Regions from separate parts of the Gossypium hirsutum genome. Here regions 2 and 3 are each linked to region 1. A link is a contact called in public Hi-C data. All regions are on one chromosome and are shown on one strand. Each heading gives the region's core, a stretch centred on a gene start, on an enhancer-like site or on the middle of the called end of the contact. The rest is flanking DNA. Distances are from core to core; before and after follow the strand shown. Region 1 holds the start of LOC107948374 (RNA polymerase sigma factor sigF, chloroplastic). Region 2 holds the start of LOC107948371 (translin). Region 3 holds the start of LOC107948372 (serine/threonine-protein kinase PCRK1).

The links. Hi-C and Micro-C count contacts between places; a contact is called where the count stands out from the background.
Region 2: a contact with region 1 is called in a Hi-C map of leaf, with 2.5 times the contacts expected there. The contact joins the promoter of LOC107948371 here to the promoter of LOC107948374 in region 1. A contact is called at or near these places in 7 of 34 Hi-C or Micro-C datasets (callus and leaf).
Region 3: a contact with region 1 is called in a Hi-C map of leaf, with 1.9 times the contacts expected there. The contact joins the promoter of LOC107948372 here to the promoter of LOC107948374 in region 1. A contact is called at or near these places in 2 of 34 Hi-C or Micro-C datasets (both in leaf).

What each region holds. Positions count from the first base shown.
Region 1 is chrA04:66,123,168-66,126,702 of Gossypium_hirsutum_v2.1, reverse strand. It overlaps LOC107948374 (RNA polymerase sigma factor sigF, chloroplastic), which reads left to right and starts at 1,995. Exons shown (of 8, transcript XM_016882897.2): 1 at 1,995-2,324; 2 at 2,774-2,934; 3 at 3,101-3,216; 4 at 3,328-3,522. The coding sequence starts at 2,231.
Region 2 is chrA04:66,421,013-66,424,547 of Gossypium_hirsutum_v2.1, reverse strand. LOC107948371 (translin) reads right to left here and starts at 1,687. Exons shown (of 7, transcript XM_016882883.2): 1 at 1,313-1,687; 2 at 1,128-1,224; 3 at 916-1,031; 4 at 780-824; 5 at 198-223. The coding sequence starts at 1,670.
Region 3 is chrA04:66,380,955-66,384,489 of Gossypium_hirsutum_v2.1, reverse strand. LOC107948372 (serine/threonine-protein kinase PCRK1) reads left to right here and starts at 1,654. Exons shown (of 5, transcript XM_016882886.2): 1 at 1,654-2,136; 2 at 2,646-3,097. The coding sequence starts at 2,717.

The sequences.
Region 1 (3,535 bases), core at 746-3,245:
TGGACAGCAACTGTGTGCAAATAGTCAAGTAGTCCTCCGCTTCGATGGTTTTTCCTATATGTCAGCTTGGATTTAAAACTTTTTTATTATGCTGTAGGTTGCACATGTGGCCCTGGCAACAAATCCAGCCTTTCATAAGGATCTAATACCGACTGTTAATTCTTGGCCACGTGTCATTTATTCTGTCTTATCTGCGATAGAGCCACAGATAAATACTTCATCGATGACTGATGCCCTTAAAACAGGTTTCTAAGGCAGTTTGTGAATATATGATATGATTTGTTAATATCTTATGGTGCGGGGTCGCGAAGTGAGGAGGGATAGAGATACGGGATGGTTTTTATATTGTAAATAAATTTAAAAAATATATTTTGAACTAGTTCTTAATTTTAATTAAAAGTTAAAAAAATCACTTCAGCAATCTGTTAGTAGATTAATCAAATTTTTAACAGTAGTGATCAATTTGAATAATTATCTTAACTAGAGTAACTAAATTGACAAGAATAAATTTTCAGTAACTAAAATAGGAACGATACTATTTTAGGGTAACTAGCGATGTAGTTTACCATGTATATCATTTCTCTATTCCATTCTCACTGAATACTTATTACATTTTTCTCTATTAAATTACATCAAACCAAACATATCGTAGTAGTTCTCTTATTACTATGGTTATCAATGTTTTCAAAACTAAATCAATAATTAAATCCATTCTATGGGTTCAATTGAATAAAGACTCATATACTAAAAAGGCTTTAAACTATTATACCTTGTTTAAACAAGCACTTTGTTATTTTTATAGTTAAATAAGCTGTTAATCGATAATTTTTACTCCTGAAAACTCTTGATTTTAATATTAAAGTAAAAATATTTTAAAATTTTAAGCTAATTTTCATTTTATATTGATGTGAATTTCATGAGAATAGTTTATTAATTAAAAATAAAATAAAATATTAAAATTTCTTGAAATTACATAATATAATCAATATTTTGAAAATTTTGATACTTTTTAAAATTTTATATTTTTAAAGTTGTAAAATTTCTATTGCATCAATAAGAAATTAAGAGACTAAAATTAAAAAAAAACTTTAATAATAAAATAAAAGGTATTATGGGTAAAAATCATAGCAAAATATTTATTTAACTACAAAAATAGTTTAAGGGTTTATTTAAACAAGGTGTAGTAGTTTAAGGGTTTATATTTTTTATAATTTTAATAAAATTTTAATATTTTTTTCTATATTTTTATAAAATTTTAATATTTTTTATAATTTTATTCATTTTTGTCATTTTTTTTCTATGTATTGTAATCACGCAGTGACACATGATATGTTAAATGAAGAAAGAAAAAAAAATAGGACCCTTTAACTTTAACAAATTGTAGCGATAAAAAGGACTTTTTTTTTAAATACATTTTGATAATTTAAATATCTAATTGAGAAGAATAAAAAAAAAGTAAAAATTTAATTATTTTTGTTTTGAAGTTTGAGCAGATTTTACATTCTTAAAACCAAAAGTTTTTTGAAAATAGAGAAATTTAGTTCAATTAATTTAACAGTTATGATTGGTTTAATTGGTTTGTTAATTAATTAATATAATCATTATTTTGAATTTATAGTTGTAACTGATTCCTAATTCAATTCATCCAAGTCATGGTGTGTGTAAAAGAAAAAAATAGGGATAGTTAAGTATGAACTCATAAATTAAATCAATCAAGTTTTTTTTGCTATAGTTGACCTGCAATTCAAACAATAAAAAACTTGAATTTAATAAAAACTTGCAGTAAAAAAAGTGAAATACGATTGTAATTTCAGTACTTTTGGAACTCTCTTGTACTTCTCCTTTGGGCCGATCACATTTTTCAATGAAATAAAGCTCAACCAAAACTAGACCATAAGTTGTGGGCCAGTAACTTGGGCTTTGTCAAAATCAAGTTCTGGCCTAAACTTGGATTCTGGGTCATTACAAGTTTCTTTTGTGAATCTGTTTTTATTGGGTCTGAAGCAAATCAAGGCCGAACCTCATCCATTTGAACCATTGATCATCGAATTTGAAGCGTGGAAGGGGAAGAATAGATTTTTTTCCTTAGCCGAGCTTGGCTTCTTCTTCTTTATCTGCAAAGTTCAAAGCTTTTGAACAAAGTAAAAATAAGGAACACATACCCAGAAGAACCAAACAAGCAATGTTTAAGGTTACATTGTAGATAAAACAAATAGTTACTTTTGCATCCATGGAAGCTTCAAGGAATTTGCTTTATTCTCCTCCAACAATTTCTCCAAGAACCCAACTCAAAAATTCTGTCTTTTCACCATCACCTTCTTCAGGTAACGTATATTTCTAGCATTAGAACATGTTTTCTTTTGATTCTTATCGTTAGTACAATACCCAGTTTTCATTTACATGTTTTGCCTTATTGGGTGTTTGAATTATATTCTTGTTAAATCAGCTTTCCTGGGATTTTCGTTGTGAAGCATTTTTGTTCCTTAAGGATCTTTGTATGATTATTATTGGCATTGGAAGGGAATTACAACTGGAAACTTACTGTTACTACAATGGTCAAATGCCTAAATTCAACTCTTTTAGCTTGCAGTCTTGTAAAGTTTTTGAATACATGTTGTCGTTTATGTACTTGTTTAGCTTCTAGGTTCCAAATAAAAATGTATATAGATAGATTAGAGAACTGCCTATAATGTGGTCATGCATGAAAGTATGTAGTTTACTCTCAAGTGCTTTCAGATAAGGTTCCTATGTTATTCAATGTACTATTATGCAGTTGCGTTGTTTCATCATGAGCAAGCGGTCCCTGCTGCGACTTCTATTCCGATTACTTCTGTAGCTAGGCATTTTCCTACATCAGTTCTCTCACAAGAGCAGCGGGATGACTATAGACCACTACCTGTCTTGCATTTACTTAAGGAAGATAAAGCGTACTCGGTGAGACTCCTGTTTTATCTTTGCACGACATATATCAAGATGTAAGCTAAACTTTTTATGTTTGCATAACGGTAAATGTTGTTTCCCTCTGGTTTTATTGATATATTTTCTCAAATATTATTTTGGCAACTCCTTACTTAGCATACCGCAGTTTACTTTATTACAGAGAGAGACAGACAAGCTGCAGATTGGGAATGGGCCAACACTTCAAGAAGAGAAGGCATCTGACAACATTGGCCAGCAGGAATTTGAACAGCAGTTGCTCCAGTGGCCTGATTTAAGGCAATTGTAAACAAGCTAATTCTGATTTATTGCTTCGTTTGTTAAAACAGTTGTGAGTGTAGATCTTTCCCCATTGAATTGCATCCTCATGTTTCTTTTTCCCCATCACAGATTGGCACTCTTGGAATTAGGGGAAAATCCATCATCTTCCTTGAATATGCTGTCTGTTGCAGCTGATACCGAGACCATGACTTTTGAACCAAGTAATGTAGTTGCCCTTGCTAAGAAAGCATTGTCAGCTTCTAAAAAAGCTGCATCATTGGCTGAGGGCCTCGAATTAGAACTTGATGATTCACTTTCTAATAGGTTAATCTCTGTC
Region 2 (3,535 bases), core at 438-2,937, 300 kb before region 1:
CATTTCCCAATGCAGTATTTCACCAGTTGTTCAAAACCATAATGTTCCATTTGGAATTATCACATTCCAACAAGTCTTTTCTAACTTGCAGTCTCATTAAACATCTGAATAAAAAATACACGAAAACAATAGACTAGGAAGAACGCATTTGTCAATTTGAAAAGCCCGGGAAAGCAAGTTTCTGACATATTTCTTACCATTTCATTTGACATGAAACAAACACCTGCAAGAGATCAAAAAGATTCCCAGATCAGTATATTCAATTGGCAGAAAAATAATAACCCTCAAATTCAGATGCAAAGTAATAGACATTGCATGTTTCTTGCACATATAGGGAGAAAAACCATAAAAACTGAAGAATGACAATAATCAGAAAAGGTGATTAATCAACAATGCTTCATTTAGTTCATCCAAAAATACAAACAGCATATATGATAGGTGAATCTCTTAAAAATATTTTAACACAAGTATCAATTGGTCTGACGAGACAGTCCTCATTTGAATAAGATGAACCAAAAAAATGGAAAACTGAAGTTCAGTTAACTACCCTGGCCATTTTAATAAAGAAAAAGACTCTAATGCATTAGAATGTACAAAGAATTTCATCCTGCCTATTGATGTGGTCAATCACATTTACTTGCCATTCAATAACTAGAATACTTCAGGCTAGCTAAAGAAAATTGAATCTTTAAAAGATTAGAGAAAAAAATAGTACGGAACAAACGGTTCAATCCATGAGAGTATAGAACTCTTCAATTAGAGAAGCTTTCAGCACATACCAACAAGATAATCCTCCAGGTCTAAAGCAAAATCCGAATTGTTCACTGCCAAAACAACCAACTTTCTCATTTGTCTTCATTAGCAAATACAAAAATTACTCGTAAAACCGAATAAATATTCATTACTGAAACATACATCCAAGTTTTTCCTCAGCTTCAGTATGCATAAGCAGATTTCCAGTTTCCAACCAATGCATAAAGGCAAGCAAAGAAACTACCATTTGAGTTTCACTCCTCCAATCCCCATGATACCTAAACACAGTAACACACCCGAACACCACATCAAGAACACAAAAATTTCTACTAAAATAAAATTTGAAATTAACCAAAATCTCCAATGAATCTCACCTGTAATATTGTCCAGGGCATTCCCTAACAACTTCAGCAAGTTTATTGTAAAGACCCTTTAGTACGTTAATCTGAGAATTTGCCTTCTGCAAAACCTCTGTTGATATAAACATATGCGTAAAAATTATAAAATAGGTAATATTCCAAAAACCATATAATTTGAAGAAGCAAAAGAAGAATGTTACCGGGAATTGGTTTAGATTGGTGAACGAGGAGGAGGCTAGCTTGCATGAGCCTAGTCGCCGACTCCATTTCCAGAACGACGGCGCGTATGCGTTCCCGTAAGCTGCCAGAATCTTCAAGCTGGACTCGGAACTTCTCGAACTGTTTCTCCAGAGAAGGAGAGGTTTGCGGCGAGTCGTAATCACCGCCGGCCATGAGAGTGGCGCAGAGAGGGGAACGAAAGGGATGGTTTCTGGAAAGGACAGAGGGAAGCGAAGGAAAAGTGGAAATGAAGGGAGCAATTTGAAGAAGTGAGGGGTTAGGGTTTAAGGAGTAGCGAGAGAGAGTGAAGTAGTAAGCGTTCCGTAACGCTGATTTCATAATTTGAAATTTGTTCACTTTATTTTATCATTTTATGTTTTTTATATATGTGCAGTGCGGTGTATTCCACACCCTCCCATTCAACTTTCGCACTGAAAATCAAATCAATTTCTGATCATTCGATCAATCAGTGATGATAAAGTCGGTCCATTTTGTTAAATAAATATTCTAATATTAAATACACTTGAATAAGTAAAGTGAAAAATTTTATTTTTAATAGGGGTGAGCGTTAAATCTGATCGAATTGAATGGAAAAAGTTGAGTTAATTGAGTTGATGAATCCTATTTTATCATCCTAATTTGATTTAAATTTTTTTCGAATCGAATCGAGTAAGATGGAATTCGAATCAAATCAAATAGTAAATTAAAAAAATAAATTTGTCCACCGTAATGCTATTAACTTCCATCCATCCGTAATTTATTTATTAGTCTTTTATATACTTGTCAGCTATTTTGATTATTTAGTTATTTCAATTATCTTCTGATAAATTATTTTAAAGATAAAATATGAAATTGATACAAACATAAAATATTTAACATGAATATTTTATGGCATTATTAATAATTCAATTTTAACATATTAATAAAGATTCATCATGATTAAACAATTCAATAAATAAATAGTACAAAATGTGAAATTTAATTCAATAACATAAATAGTAGATATAAATTCGAAAAAAAAATTTAGGGTTTAAAAGAAAGCAAAAGGAAAAAAGATAGGGATTTGGAGAAGTAAAAGTTTTGGAGAGAAAGTAAAAGAAAAAAATAGTTCAGGGGTTTGGGAAAAGTAATTTTTTATGGGGAAAAAAATTTCAGGGGTTGAGGAAAAATAAAAGGGTTTGAGTGGGGGCGGGGGAAGGGAGTAAAACGGTTTAGTATTTGGCTTATTCGAATTAAAAAATTTAATTTGATTTAAACTTGAAATTCGAAAAAAAATTAAGTTGATTCAATTAACTCAATTAATTCAATTCGAATAATTCGAATTTTTTTTCAATTTTTTTAATCGAATCGAATTTTACTCACCTTTAGTTTTTATCATACCACAAAAGGAAATCCATCAAAGATTAAGGCATTTGCACCTCTAATGAATAAACCATCGCTGCCACGGCCCCCAGGCAAATGTAGCATTTGCTTATCAAAGGAAGCATCTAATAACACTATACAGAGGCGGGCTCCATGAAGTAGTCGAATATTCAAGGCGCTGATTGGGACAAAGCATTCTCCTCAGTCTTTAGAGACTCAAAAAATCCTCCAAGCATCACTCCAAATTTGTATGGGGTCAGTATTAATGCTTTCAGACATCCATAAATTCCAACTCTATATTTCTCAACATACCCAAGCTGTCATACTTGTGGTCGAAGAAGACCCAAAATTTAGAAATTGCTCATTTGTCTCAATCCACCAGTTAAAAAAGCTAGAGAAATCAATATTTGTAGGACCATAGTGAAGCGAAGATGCGGTTTTTGTAGGATCATAGTGAAGCGAAGATGCTCTCCAAACCGCTTTTACAATTCGACAGCCAAACAAAATATGCTCAAGAGATTCAACCTCATCATTGTATCTTGGACACTTGTTTGACAAAGCTCGATAACATTATTACAAGTTCTCTGTATGAAATTCTTAACTCTTAAGGTACCTTGAATTTTCCATATCGAGTTCCAAATTGAGCTTTGTCTATTACTTCTCGAATAAGTACCACCTGCTTCATTTATATGCTTTAGCTACCTTGAAAGATTATACCCATATTTAACTATGTATTTGTCATCTTTGGTAAAGTGCCAAACAATCTTGTCAACTATAATGAATAGTCTTATAGGGATAGCTCTAATGGCTTTCACTTCATGCTCTAGAAATAAAGAAAGAAG
Region 3 (3,535 bases), core at 405-2,904, 260 kb before region 1:
GTTCTTTTAAGTCAACCTTACTCATGATTTAGTATCGGATAATGTACATTCTATCGAATCCGAAGATTTTGTTCTCCAATTTAGTAAGTACACGAAAAAAATAATCTAGAGTTTATATTAACATATTAAAAATAACAAGTTGATAAAAATTACTATATCAAAGTCTAACAGAGCAATATGACTTACTTTTCTCATTATTTAGAGTCATGGTAGAGTTTAAAAAAAATAATTTTAATGTAAAAATAATGATTTGAAGAGATTTTTTGTTTAAGTCCAAACTGGTGGGAGGCAAGAAAAAAAAAAGAGAGGAAAGGGTATTTATAGGCATGGTAAAAGAAAAAAAGGAAAAGAAGTGACGCTTATGGGAGTTGGCATAGAAGTGACGCTTATGGGACTTGGCATTCACTCAATATATTTATGAGGATTAAATTTATGATAAATGGTGAAATTTTAAATAAAAATAAATTTTGACATTCATTGATTTATTGAAGATATTAATTAGGTTTAGGTTTGCGATAAACAATAAAAATTTAAATTAAATAAAATTTGACATTTATAAACGTGGAGTTGTATTGAATACATTTATTAGAATTATATTATACAATAAATGAAGAAAATTTAAATAAAAATAACTCGATACCTGTTAACCTTGAGCTCCATTCAACCTATTTATTAAAGTTAAATTTCTTAAATGGTTAAAATATTAATTGAAAAATAACTTGACTCCTGTAGGGGCAACATCTTTTTTTATTTATTACAATTTAACTTTTCAATGATGAAAAATAAATGCAAATATAACCCAACACCAATAAATTGTCCATATATGTTAATTACAATTAAAAAAAACTCAAAAATCATATTAACTTGTTTTAGAATCTTGATAGTTGTTAGTGTGGAAAATTTTAGTTAATCGTGTTCACATTTCGGTTAAAATTGAACTAATTGATTGACTCGATTTAATTCGGTTATCTAGTTAGTACTTGAATTTAATTTGGTAAGAGGTTGATTAATGATTTTTTAGAATTTTAATTATTAATTAATTAGGTTCGAAATTGAGTAATTAACTGAATTAACCAATTAACCAAAATATTTATTGTTTTCAAGACTTATATAGTGTTTAACTATTAACTTTCAAGACTTATGTAGTGTTTCTAATGTCTTATTTGTTGTTTTCACCCACATTTAAAGTTTTTTAAACTATTAAATAAAACAAAATGAATATTTGCAATGTATTGTTTATATGTTTTATATTTATTTTAAATAAAAGACAAAAATATATTAATTTCGGTTCGGTTAATGTATTTGAAAAAAACTTCGATTCGGTTAATGTATTTGAAAAAAACTTCGATTCAATTAACGATTAAAAAAATTTAAATTTCAAATAAATCAATTAATAGTAATTTGGTTTGGATATTATTACAACCGAACTACTAATTACTTAATTCTAATGTAGGTAGAGAAATTCATTGTTGTTGGATAGATACCTTTACAATTTAACTATTTGAATAAATAAAGAAAATTTTAAGGATGTCCAAGTAAAAAACCATGAATTAGCATGGGTGAAGGTGATGTGATGCTATTGTAAAAAAGTAGTATCAATGACTACATGGTTCACTGCAGCTATAAATACACGAAAAAAAGTGTACAGATAATATAGTTAATGATTCTAAAGATTCATGACTTTAATGGAAGACTCTTCCCATCGTAAGCCCCACGAAACGGAGACTTTTCTCCCTTCTCACTTTCCTTGTCTAACACTTAATCAACTCTCTTTTCTTTCTTTTTTTAATTTTTTGCCTCTCATTTTCAAAGTACCTTTTCACATTTGAGTAGTTTTCCGTTAATAATTGAATTTTGAAGAAGTTTAGTAGGTTTAGTTAAATATTGTTCAAAATTTTCTCCCTTTTTTTTTTTTGTACTTTTGGTTGGCCTGGTGACTTGTTGGTTGTTGCCCCTGCTGCTGAGCTGCCGTGTACAGACTTCTTTTATACAATTGAACACTGTTCTTCCAAAATTCCAAGCTTTTTTTGAGTTCTTTTGGGGGCATTAGACTAATGGGTTTCTCTTAAAATCCTTAAATTTGGGAGTCTTTTTCAAGTTTTGTACCTAAATTCTTGCCAACCAAGAAAACTGAAGGTAAGCTCAAGCAAATTCTCTTCATTGTTTGGTTTATATTCAGATTTTATTTTTTTACTCTTAGTATCTATTTCTGTTACTAATTTTTTTATTAAAAAAATCCTTTTTTTCTTCATTGACTTTTGGACTATGATCCAAAAAACCAGTGTTTGGAAATTGAAAAGTGACGAATCTCTCAGGCTAAAGCTGAAGATGTAGAATTCATTGGAATTATTTGAATTTAGAACCTTTTTGGGGCTTTTGATTTCTTTTGCATTTTCATTATGTATGATATAGTGTTGGAAAGTAATTTGCTTAATCTAGCTACCCATAGACTCGTGCATTTTTCAAATCTTTACCTGATTAAAAATGTGAATTTGAGCTTTTCTTAAAATGTATTGTTTCATAGTTTTTTTTGTTTTGTTTTGTTTTTGTTTTGTTTTTGTTTTGTTTTTGTTTTTTTTTGGTTTTTTGTTAATGGCGTGTAAGAAATCATAGTTATTCCTTGTATTTAGCTCTTGGCTTTGCAGTTACTTCGATCTCTTTCTGGCATCTGGATCTGCACTGTGGAATTTATTGTGTTTTTAGTTCTTTGAGGGCTATGAAGTGTTTTATATTCCTCAGCTGGAGAAGAAAAGATGAACCAAAGACCCCCACACCAATTTCAACTCGATCTAAGAATTCTACGTTCACTGATCGTGAAATAGGGCGGTCTGGGTCTGAATTAAACTCTCAGAATGTCTCAGCCACTAGCAGTGAGTCCATTAGGAGGTCCTCTTTTCCTAGCTTGTCTCAAAGACCTAGTAACCTAAAGGTGTTCACAGTTTCTGAGCTTAGATCTGCCACCAAGAATTTTAGCCGCTCTGCCATGCTTGGAGAGGGTGGATTTGGTTGTGTTTACAAGGGGTTTATCAGGAGTCCCGATGATTCATCACAAAAGATTGAAGTAGCAGTGAAACAGCTCGGTAAACGGGGGTTGCAGGCAAGTCTTCTTGATATGACAATATTTTGAAAGTTTCTCTTGTGAATTAACTTGCCTTCTATTTATTACCTTTTGAAGTGCAATAATTAGAGTAATTGATGCATATGCATGTGTTCGGATCTTATACAAAATTAGGTTCCATCTAAGTTTTTATTGATCTGGCATATTGACAACAATCAGTATGGTTTATGTAAATCCATGATTAAGCTGGCCTGGAAGCTTATCCTGTGTCTGATAGTAGAGAACAGTATAACCGGTGGTTTTAATCACTCATTTTCAACTGAGAAATAATCAAAAGTGATGTTCCAGTACTGTGTCTTAGCAATGGTGTGACACGGATATCAGGAGAAGGGTATATTTCTCTGGAATATCCTGATTGCATTTGCTCTGCTTTTGCTACTACTGCATATGGATTTTCCGCTTTAGTAGACTGTATTT